Linked DNA regions of Mus musculus: region 1 is linked to region 2. Evidence: chromatin contacts called from public capture Hi-C data. All regions are on one chromosome and are shown on one strand. Each heading gives the region's core, a stretch centred on a gene start, on an enhancer-like site or on the middle of the called end of the contact. The rest is flanking DNA. Distances are from core to core; before and after follow the strand shown.

Region 1 (4,109 bases), core at 1,416-3,915, 1.0 Mb before region 2:
TTATGAATAACTTAATATCTGTCATTAATGTTTGTAGCTGGATCTGGCTGTAACTGAACCTCATGGGAAGCTTAAGTCAGGTGATCTGGGGTTCGGGGTCCACAGCAGGGCTTCTGAGGGGGCTCCAGGGCAGCCTGAGTAACTTCACTTAGATTCTACACAAAGAAAAAAGGAGGGAGGGAGGCAGGGAGGCAGGGAAGGAAAGAAGGGAAAATAAAAGGTGGGATTTTTAGTTGGATAACTTGCCTAACATGCTCAAGGCCCGGGTTCCATGCCCAGCACAAACAAAGCCACTAGGAAGCCTGTGCCATGTGCTAGCCTTTCTAAGATTTTGGTTGCTTCACAGAAATAACTAAATTCACGAGAATTAAAACAGCCCAGACTCTCCAGTCAGGAGGCTCAGGCGACTCAGTGCCAGGTCTTCCCCAACCCCGAGTCAGGGATGAAAGATTCGCTGGCTCAGCCACGGCTTCCACGTGAGCTAGAATCACTCTTTTCTGAGGCTCGCCGAGTTTCTACACCAGTGAGCCACTAAGACCAGTGAGTCTCTAGGCTAGCTCTTCTCAAAGTACGGACCAATCTTTGAAGTGGTGGTCGTAAAAGACCGTGATCTTGCCGCTGCGGGCTTTGTACCTTCCAGAAAATGGGTGATGCCAAGGGCGCCGTAATGGCGGGAACTGGAAGTGTACAGACCGGCAGTCGAAGTTGCCAGCCAGCGCCAGCCAAGTTGTCTGACCCCAGGGCCGAAGGCGGTCTGCTGGAAACCCGGGCTTTACCCCCCCCCCCCCCCCATAGAGTCACTGCAGTGCATTCTCCAGAGGGAAGTGGGCAGATGGTGTCCGAGTCCCACAGCGATTTCTGCTGAGGTTCAAAACTACAGCAGCCCGAGTCAGGATGGCCACCGCGGGGACTCAGCTGGGACAGATCCTACAGTTAATGCAGTGGGGTAAGACTTCTTTCTGGCTTTAGGGAGCTCCAGGGAATCTGCACGGTGTAGGGATATAGTTCCACTTTTGTAGTCTTTTAGTTCTGATCTTAGTCATAGTCGCGCTGAACATAGTCGCGCTGCTTCTGACCCTCTGAGATGGCCTGCTTACTATTTAAAGCACTGCCTGTCTTTACCTTTTGAAAACCTTTTGAAAGACACCATAGATATTTCTTTTGAAAAGGAAAAAAAAAGAACCACAGCCTGGCGTAGTGGTGCATGCCCTTAACCCAGCACTCAGGAGGCAGATAGCGTGTGTGTGTGTGTGTGTGTGTGTGTGTGTGCGCGCGCGCGTGTGTATGTGTGTGTATACACACATATATGTATATATATTTAAATGACAGGTTGTATGTAGGCTATTAGATTTTTTTTCATGGAGATTGTGCTTGCTTGTGTGTGTGTGTGTGTGTGCATGTATGTGATTTTTTTTTCTTTTGGGTGGAATTACTCTCCAAAGCTGGGAGCTCCCCTTCTCTCAGAGTGAACCGACTGGAACACATGCTTTGTCACAAAACAAGCAAATTGTGGCTCCTTGTGATATTGGTAGATTCTGGGAATAAAGGCCATCCTGGAGGGGCAAGCCCCCCTAAGTTAGGTCTGAACACACCGTGCTGTGTGCCCTATACTGGGTGAGCAGATGTCTGAGGAAGGCTCTTGCAAATGTTTACTTATATGGCCCCTCTCCTGAGAGAAGTATGCATGCTTCATCAATGTATTTCCAGTGGCTAGGGAATTTTTTTTTAAGTAGTTGTGTTTGGCTTCATAAAGACAATTAAAAGACCATATGAAACAAGAAACACACACACACACACAAACACACACACACACAAACAAACCCAAAAGCCAGTAATTCAAATTAGTTCCGAACTATCATGTTTTGCTTTAGAACATTATTTTTGTTTTTGCTTTTTGTTTTTTGTTTTTCGAGACAGGGTTTCTCTGTGTAGCCCTGGCTGTCCTGGAACTCACTCTGTAGACCAGGCTGGCCTCGAACTCAGAAATCCGCCTGCCACTGCCTCCCAAGTGCTGGGATTAAAGGCATGCGCCACCAACGCCCGGCACTTTAGAACATTATTAAGCATGCATTTTTCAGACCCTAGTGCTTACACAAACAGGACTCAAAAACTCATGGTTTCTGCAATGCCTGTAAGTAACCAACACTGCACTAAGCGCTGAAGAATATTCTGGAAGCAGAACTGCTCTTTTTCTCTACAGAGGAGCGAGATGAAGCAGAAGCAGCTGCTTCGGGGAGGAAAAACACAGTGTTCTCTGGAACTTTCCAATAGTACGGGTTTACTAACAGCTCTGTTCATTGGGAGTTTTAAAACCCTCGACCGTTGAGTAGAAGTCCGCCTTTTTTCAAAAAAAAAAAAAAAAAAAAAAATCTATTTTCCAGTTACAATTTGGCGGGAACAGGAAGTTTGAAAATTCAAGTGCCGAAAACTTCAAATAACTCGTATGACATACATGTAATAAGTATTTCATTTTTAATTTACACCGTACACCATTGCCCAACACACAGAAACACGGTAAATTTAGCACACACACACACACAGAAAGTGGAAAAAATGCAAGAGTCCTATTGCAGTTCTCCGGACATTCAGCGAGCTGTTTTGTTACAAGTGTATCCAATGTCCCCAGCACCAGGGACTTATGGGGGCACCGCTCATTCCTGCTTCACTTGCTCTGCAGCTTCGGGAAGTGGTGGCTGCGTTTGGAAGCAGAGCTTGCCCAGCTAGACGACAAGATGCTTCGCGCCCCCAAGTGCTCTAGGTGCCGGAACCATGGCTATCTGGTACCAGTCAAGGGCCATACGGGCAAATGCCGCTGGAAGCAGTGCATCTGTGACAAGTGCTACCTGATCACCGAGCGCCAGAAGATCATGGCTGCCCAGAAGGTTCTCAGAACCCAAGCTGCCGAGGAGCAGGTGGCGACCGTGGGCACGCAGGGTCCCCAGCTGCCTCCTAGGGCTCCAGCAGCGGCGGCCACCGCCTTGAGCTCCAGCATTTGCCCACTGCCTAGGGCGGTTCCGGGAGGCGTTGGGCCAGGCCCCACGGCCACTTGCTTCCTCGAGAGGCCCCCGCAGGCCCCGAGCCCAGGCCCGAGCACCTTCCAGCTGGGCCCAAGTGGCCGCCCGGGCCCCAGCACCTTCCAGCCTGGACCAGGGGCCCCCGGGGGACTGCGCGACCGTTCCTCCGCGTGGCTGCCCCAGCTCATGCCACAGGCGCCCAGGCCGGAGCTTTGCTACCCGGATCAGCACCTGCCAGTGCGGCCCGTGCCAGTGCCAGGGCCAGTGCGGCCCGTGCCCCGACTGCCGTTCGCCGACTACGGTAAGCCCAGCCTCGTGCAGCCGACGGTTCCTCCGGCCTGTACCAGGCCAGCAGCCTCCGGCTCTAAGCTGGAGTCCCAGACTGGTGCCGGGGTGGGAAAGGCGCCTTCCCCAGGTAACCCCGCTTGAGAACCTGTTCCCAGACAAGGATTTGGGTGGGTGGCTTCTGATGATAGCAATGGGAAAAAGCTGGTAGGGAAGAATGTGCAGTGCAGGGGGGCTTTGTTGAGATGCAGTTTTCTGCCTCTGTACTTTTGCAAGAGGAAAAAAAAGATGGCAGCTGGGCAGCTTTGGCAGTGGCGCCTTTCCGTGGCCCCTCTAGCGCGTTTGCACGGCATCCCTTCCCCCCTCCCAGGTCTAGATCTCTTGTGCCTGCGTGGCAACCCCTCCCCCTCCCCGCCTGCCATTTTTCTCCTGCTGGAGAGTCTTTTTCTGAGTGGCTGTTCACCTTAAACTGCGCCTGCGCACCCTCCTTTCACTGAGCCGAGGCTAATTTATCCTAACTGCAGTGTCTAGCCTAACGCACCTGTACTCACACTCACTTGTTCCATTTCACCTGATGTGGTGGGGAATAAAACTTTCTGCTAGTTGGCCAGGGGGATGGGCTGGTTCACTAAGATTTTTTTTCCCCCTCGCTTTGTGCATTAATTACATTGTTTCTTTATGCTGTAGGTTGCTTTCCTGGTTGAAGTAGATTTCTTGAGTTTTTTTAAAATTATATTTATATCTTATAATTTATTTATTATAATGCATTGGTGTTTTGCCGGCATGCATGTCTGTGTGAGGGTGTCTTAT
Region 2 (4,112 bases), core at 432-2,931:
CAGGTCCCTGTAAACGCTATGTGGTCAACCTTTCCATCCAGATGGCTTCCTCACGAGAGTTCCCCCAGTCCCTGTGGAGCCCCCGTGGAGCCCCCCTGGAGCCCCCGTGGAACCCCCGTGGAGCCCCCGTAGAGCCCCTGCGGAGCCCTCACTCTGACAAGTCTGAGAAAAGAGCATGGCCCCCTTGTGCTGATTCACTTCACATTTACAGATGCGTGCGGTCTGTTTTGTTCACTTTATATAACGGGAGACTGAGGCTCAGAGTAGTTAAGTGCGTTGACCAAAGCCACTCAGGGGGTCACCTGGACATCTCAGTTTTCCCTTCCCTGGTGATAAGAGCAGAAGGGTGATGATTTGGGTGGCTCTTGGGGAAAGGGAGTGAGGCGACTTCCCACCTATGACGTCATGCATATTCGGGAACCCTGGTCGCCGAGTCTCACCCTTGACTCGTCATCCGGTTTGCCTAACACTAATGCAAAAATATCCAGAGACATATTTGGTGTTGCCACCTGACAGTGTCAATGTTACTAACAGCTGTTGGGTAAAGAGCGGGTGTCAGGCACACTGTTAAATGCCTTACAGGACATTACAGGCAGGACAGCCCCCACATCCAAATGGTTCCCGGGTTGAAATTTTTCAGAGATGAGCTCAGCGGGAAGCATGGGGACTGTGGTATCCAGAGGTTGTGTGTGTCCGCTGGAATGACTTGCCAGACAAGAGACTTCTCAAGGAGGTTTGGAAAGATGACCACATCTGGTCATCTGTGGGTGCAAAGGTACCCTCAGGTACATGGGACCCTCTTCAAAGTCCCAGTGAGAGGGAACCTGGAAAAAGAGGAGAGATGCAAGGGCCAGGTCCTAAGGCCATGGAGACTGCTGAGGAGGTAGGGGCAGTGGGGAGGCATGGTGGGGGTGCTGAGAAGAGAGATATATGAGCAGATGTCAACTTCAGAAAACTCTTCGTGGGATGTAGGGACCCCGGGGCAAGGCTGGTGGGGCGAAAGATCAATGCAGCTGTACTGAACAAGAACCTGTTACTAGTCAGTAGTGGTGAATGTGTCAATAATCACAGCCCAAGGATTCTACCTGTGGGCATACATCTCGGGGTAATTTTCCCATGGGCCTATGGGGGTATCTGTGAAGACCTCTGTTGTTGTAGTATCCATGAGGTGAGCAGGCAGGCTGGGCACCCATCCTTGTAGGGTAAGCCACATGGAGTTTCACATGTAGTTATAGGTTGTAGGGGTGTATGGGGACCTCAAACCTTGTGCTGCGTGAAGAAAAAAAAAGTATTTGTATGCTCAAAAGTTTTGTTTTGTTTGAAATAGGGTCTTGCTATATAGTCTAGACTGGTCTTGAACTTATGGTTCTCCTATTAAACCTAAGTGCTAGGATTACAGACAAATATCATGTGGCCTGGCTACGAAGTCATCTTTTGAGAACATTTATAGAAAAGACATAAAAGCATCAGGGTTGGAGAGTGGAGATGAAGAGTTTAGATACAAAAGGGAGTTAACCTAACCACGCCCCAAAGCGAGGAGACTAGAGGCCAGGCAAACTCTGCAATGGATGGGTGGGGCTGGGCGAGAGGGAAAGCGCGGAGTCAGGCCACACCTCCAGGCAGGCCACGCCCCCAGGCCGGCGGAACCCGAGAGGCATAGCCTCGCGCAGCCCGGACTGCAAAAGGAAGGGCATCCCTGCCGCCGGAAGGAGCGGCGCGTTTCTTGGTCCCGGGACTGAAGCGCCGAAGTTGCGAGCTGCCATGGAGAGTTCTGAGCCTGAGCCTACAGAGGACGCTTCCATGGACGCGTTCCTGGAAAAGTTTCAGAGCCAGCCTTACCGCGGCGGCTTCCGCGAGGATCAGTGGGAGGAGGTGGGCGGCGCCGGGGGCTTCTGGGGTAGGAGCTTGGTCCTCGAGGCTTGGTCACTGGTAGAAACCGTCCGCCTCGAGGTTTTGCGTATAAGTTGACTGCGTTTAAGACCACGGGGGTTTTGCAGGCAGTCCTGTCACACACCACCACCAGGCTCTACTACCAGGGGTCCCTTAGTTGTTTTACTGCAGCACCCAGGTTAGGGTAAACTTGAAAGGAGATGGTGAAGGTGGTCAGGAACGCGACAGCGCCTAGTTGAAGGTGATTGCTACCACCCATGGAGAGCGTTGGAAATCAGGATCCCACATTTAACACCTGAGAAACTGGATGTCTAGCTCCAGCCAATCCTTAGGATTTGCATATCATGCTCAGCGAGGAAAAAACTTTATGATGTCGTGTCCTGGGATTGGATCTAATCAGTAGACAACGCTAATTGTTCTTTTAAATTCTAGGAATTTGACAAGATTCCCCTATTTATGAAAAAAGCGCCATCAGAAATTGACCCCGAGGAGTTTCCTGACTTGGCCTGCCTCCAGTCGATGATTTTTGATGATGATCGATATCCAGAAGGTATCTTACTGTCACCCAGCACTTCTTTTGTGTCCTTGTTGAGTTGAGCGAAAGTATTATGGCTAACATGTCAGTGTTGACTCCACACATTCTCCTTTGGATGCCTTCTAAGTAAATGTGTACAGTTCCAAGCCCCAGAGGCCTGACTTGGATGAAAAGCCTGATTGCCCTAACAAATCAGGAAGGGTGTGTGATGAGTGCCACGAGGTCCACCACTACTGTAGTACCAGAGAGAGGAGGGGGATTGCTTTTCAGTGAATGACACAATGTAAGAAAAGGAGCAGTGTAATTTTCTCAATAGAAATTAAAGTCCTTCAAAAACTGAGATAAATGTGTGTGTGTGTATGTGTATCTGGAAATTGAACCCAGAATCTCACATATGCTGGGTAAGTGAGCTATATCCCCCCTTCGTAAAACTGTTTGTGTGTGTGTATACGTGTGTACATACTTACAGAGATCAGTGGCTAGCCTTGTGAGGTGGATTCTTTCTTACCATTTCACATGTTCCTCAGGTCAAGCTCAGGTTGTCAAGCTTAGGGGCCAGTGCCTTTACCTGTTTAGCCATTTCTCTAGACCATCTTTAATTCCCCTTTTTAAAACAGCACTTATAGCTGGATGGTGGCCATGCATGCCTTTGACCCCAGGCAGGCAGGCAGGCAGGCAGGCAGGCAGGCAAGCAGGCAAGCAGGCAGGCAGATCTCTGAGTGCAAGGCCAGCCTGGTATACAGAGCGATTTCCAAGACAGCCAGGGCTACAGAGAAACCCTGTCTCAAAAACAAACAAACAAACAAACAAACATATAAACACCAACCAAAAACCAAACCAAACCAGAAATTAAAAAGCACTTAGTAACATTACCTCATAATTTTTTGGAAGTGGTTATGGCATTAAGTTTGCATGGCCTTGTGTTCTATATTGATGCCAATTTTATCATACCATTAATTTGGATTTTTCTTCCTCTGTCAGTTCCATCTCTTTGCTTTATTGTGTATGTGTTAGTCTTTGTTTTGCTGTGCTAGAAGACTGACCAAAATGAATGTGGGGAAGAGAGGGTTTATTTAGGTTCTAGCCCGTCCCTCACTGAAGGATGTGAACTCAAGCGGGAACTGAGAGGCAGGAGCTGTGACAGAGACTGTGGAGTGCTGCTTACTGGGTTGCTCTCCTTGCACTGCTCAGCTAGTTTTTTATATAACCCAGGAACACCTGCCCAGGAGTCGTACTGCCCACAGTGGGATGGGCCCTCCTGTGTCAATCATTAATCAAAATGGAGGCAGTTTTTGTTTGAGGCTCCCTCTTCCCGGATGACTTTAGCTTGTGTCAAGCTGACAAAACCTAACCTGTGCAATATTACATTACTGCATGATAGAGGTTTCCAGTGAGCTTTCTAAAAGGTATGACACGCTGCTTCCTTCCTCTTCTTTGCAGAGCAAGCCAAGACCTATAAAGATGAGGGCAATGACTACTTTAAAGAAAAAGACTATAAGAAAGCTGTGCTTTCATACAGTGAAGGGTTGAAGAAGAAGTGTGCAGACCCTGATTTGAATGCTGTCCTGTATACCAACCGGGCAGCAGCACAGTACTATCTCGGTATGTAATCATGGCTCAGTTAGCTCTCTTGTATGTGTGTGCATGTGTGCGTGCGCAAACGTGTATGCACACACATGCGTGCAGG

What was found. Capture Hi-C pulls out chosen DNA fragments and counts their contacts.
Region 1: a capture Hi-C map of embryonic stem cells shows a contact between it and region 2, with 4 times the contacts expected there. The contact joins the promoter of Dmrtb1 here to the promoter of Ttc4 in region 2. A contact is called at or near these places in 2 of 39 promoter capture datasets (hippocampal neurons and liver), 1 of 115 datasets of contacts at active chromatin or transcription factors (bone marrow-derived macrophages) and 2 of 9 other capture datasets (embryonic stem cells and pancreatic islet).

What each region holds. Positions count from the first base shown.
Region 1 is chr4:107,682,786-107,686,894 of GRCm38.p6, reverse strand. Dmrtb1 (DMRT-like family B with proline-rich C-terminal, 1) reads left to right here and starts at 2,665. Exons shown (of 4, transcript NM_019872.2): 1 at 2,665-3,315. The coding sequence starts at 2,733.
Region 2 is chr4:106,676,513-106,680,624 of GRCm38.p6, reverse strand. Ttc4 (tetratricopeptide repeat domain 4) reads left to right here and starts at 1,681. Exons shown (of 10, transcript NM_028209.2): 1 at 1,681-1,872; 2 at 2,323-2,440; 3 at 3,866-4,027. The coding sequence starts at 1,762. Mroh7 (maestro heat-like repeat family member 7) reads left to right here. Exons shown (of 24, transcript NM_001126487.1): 24 at 1-208.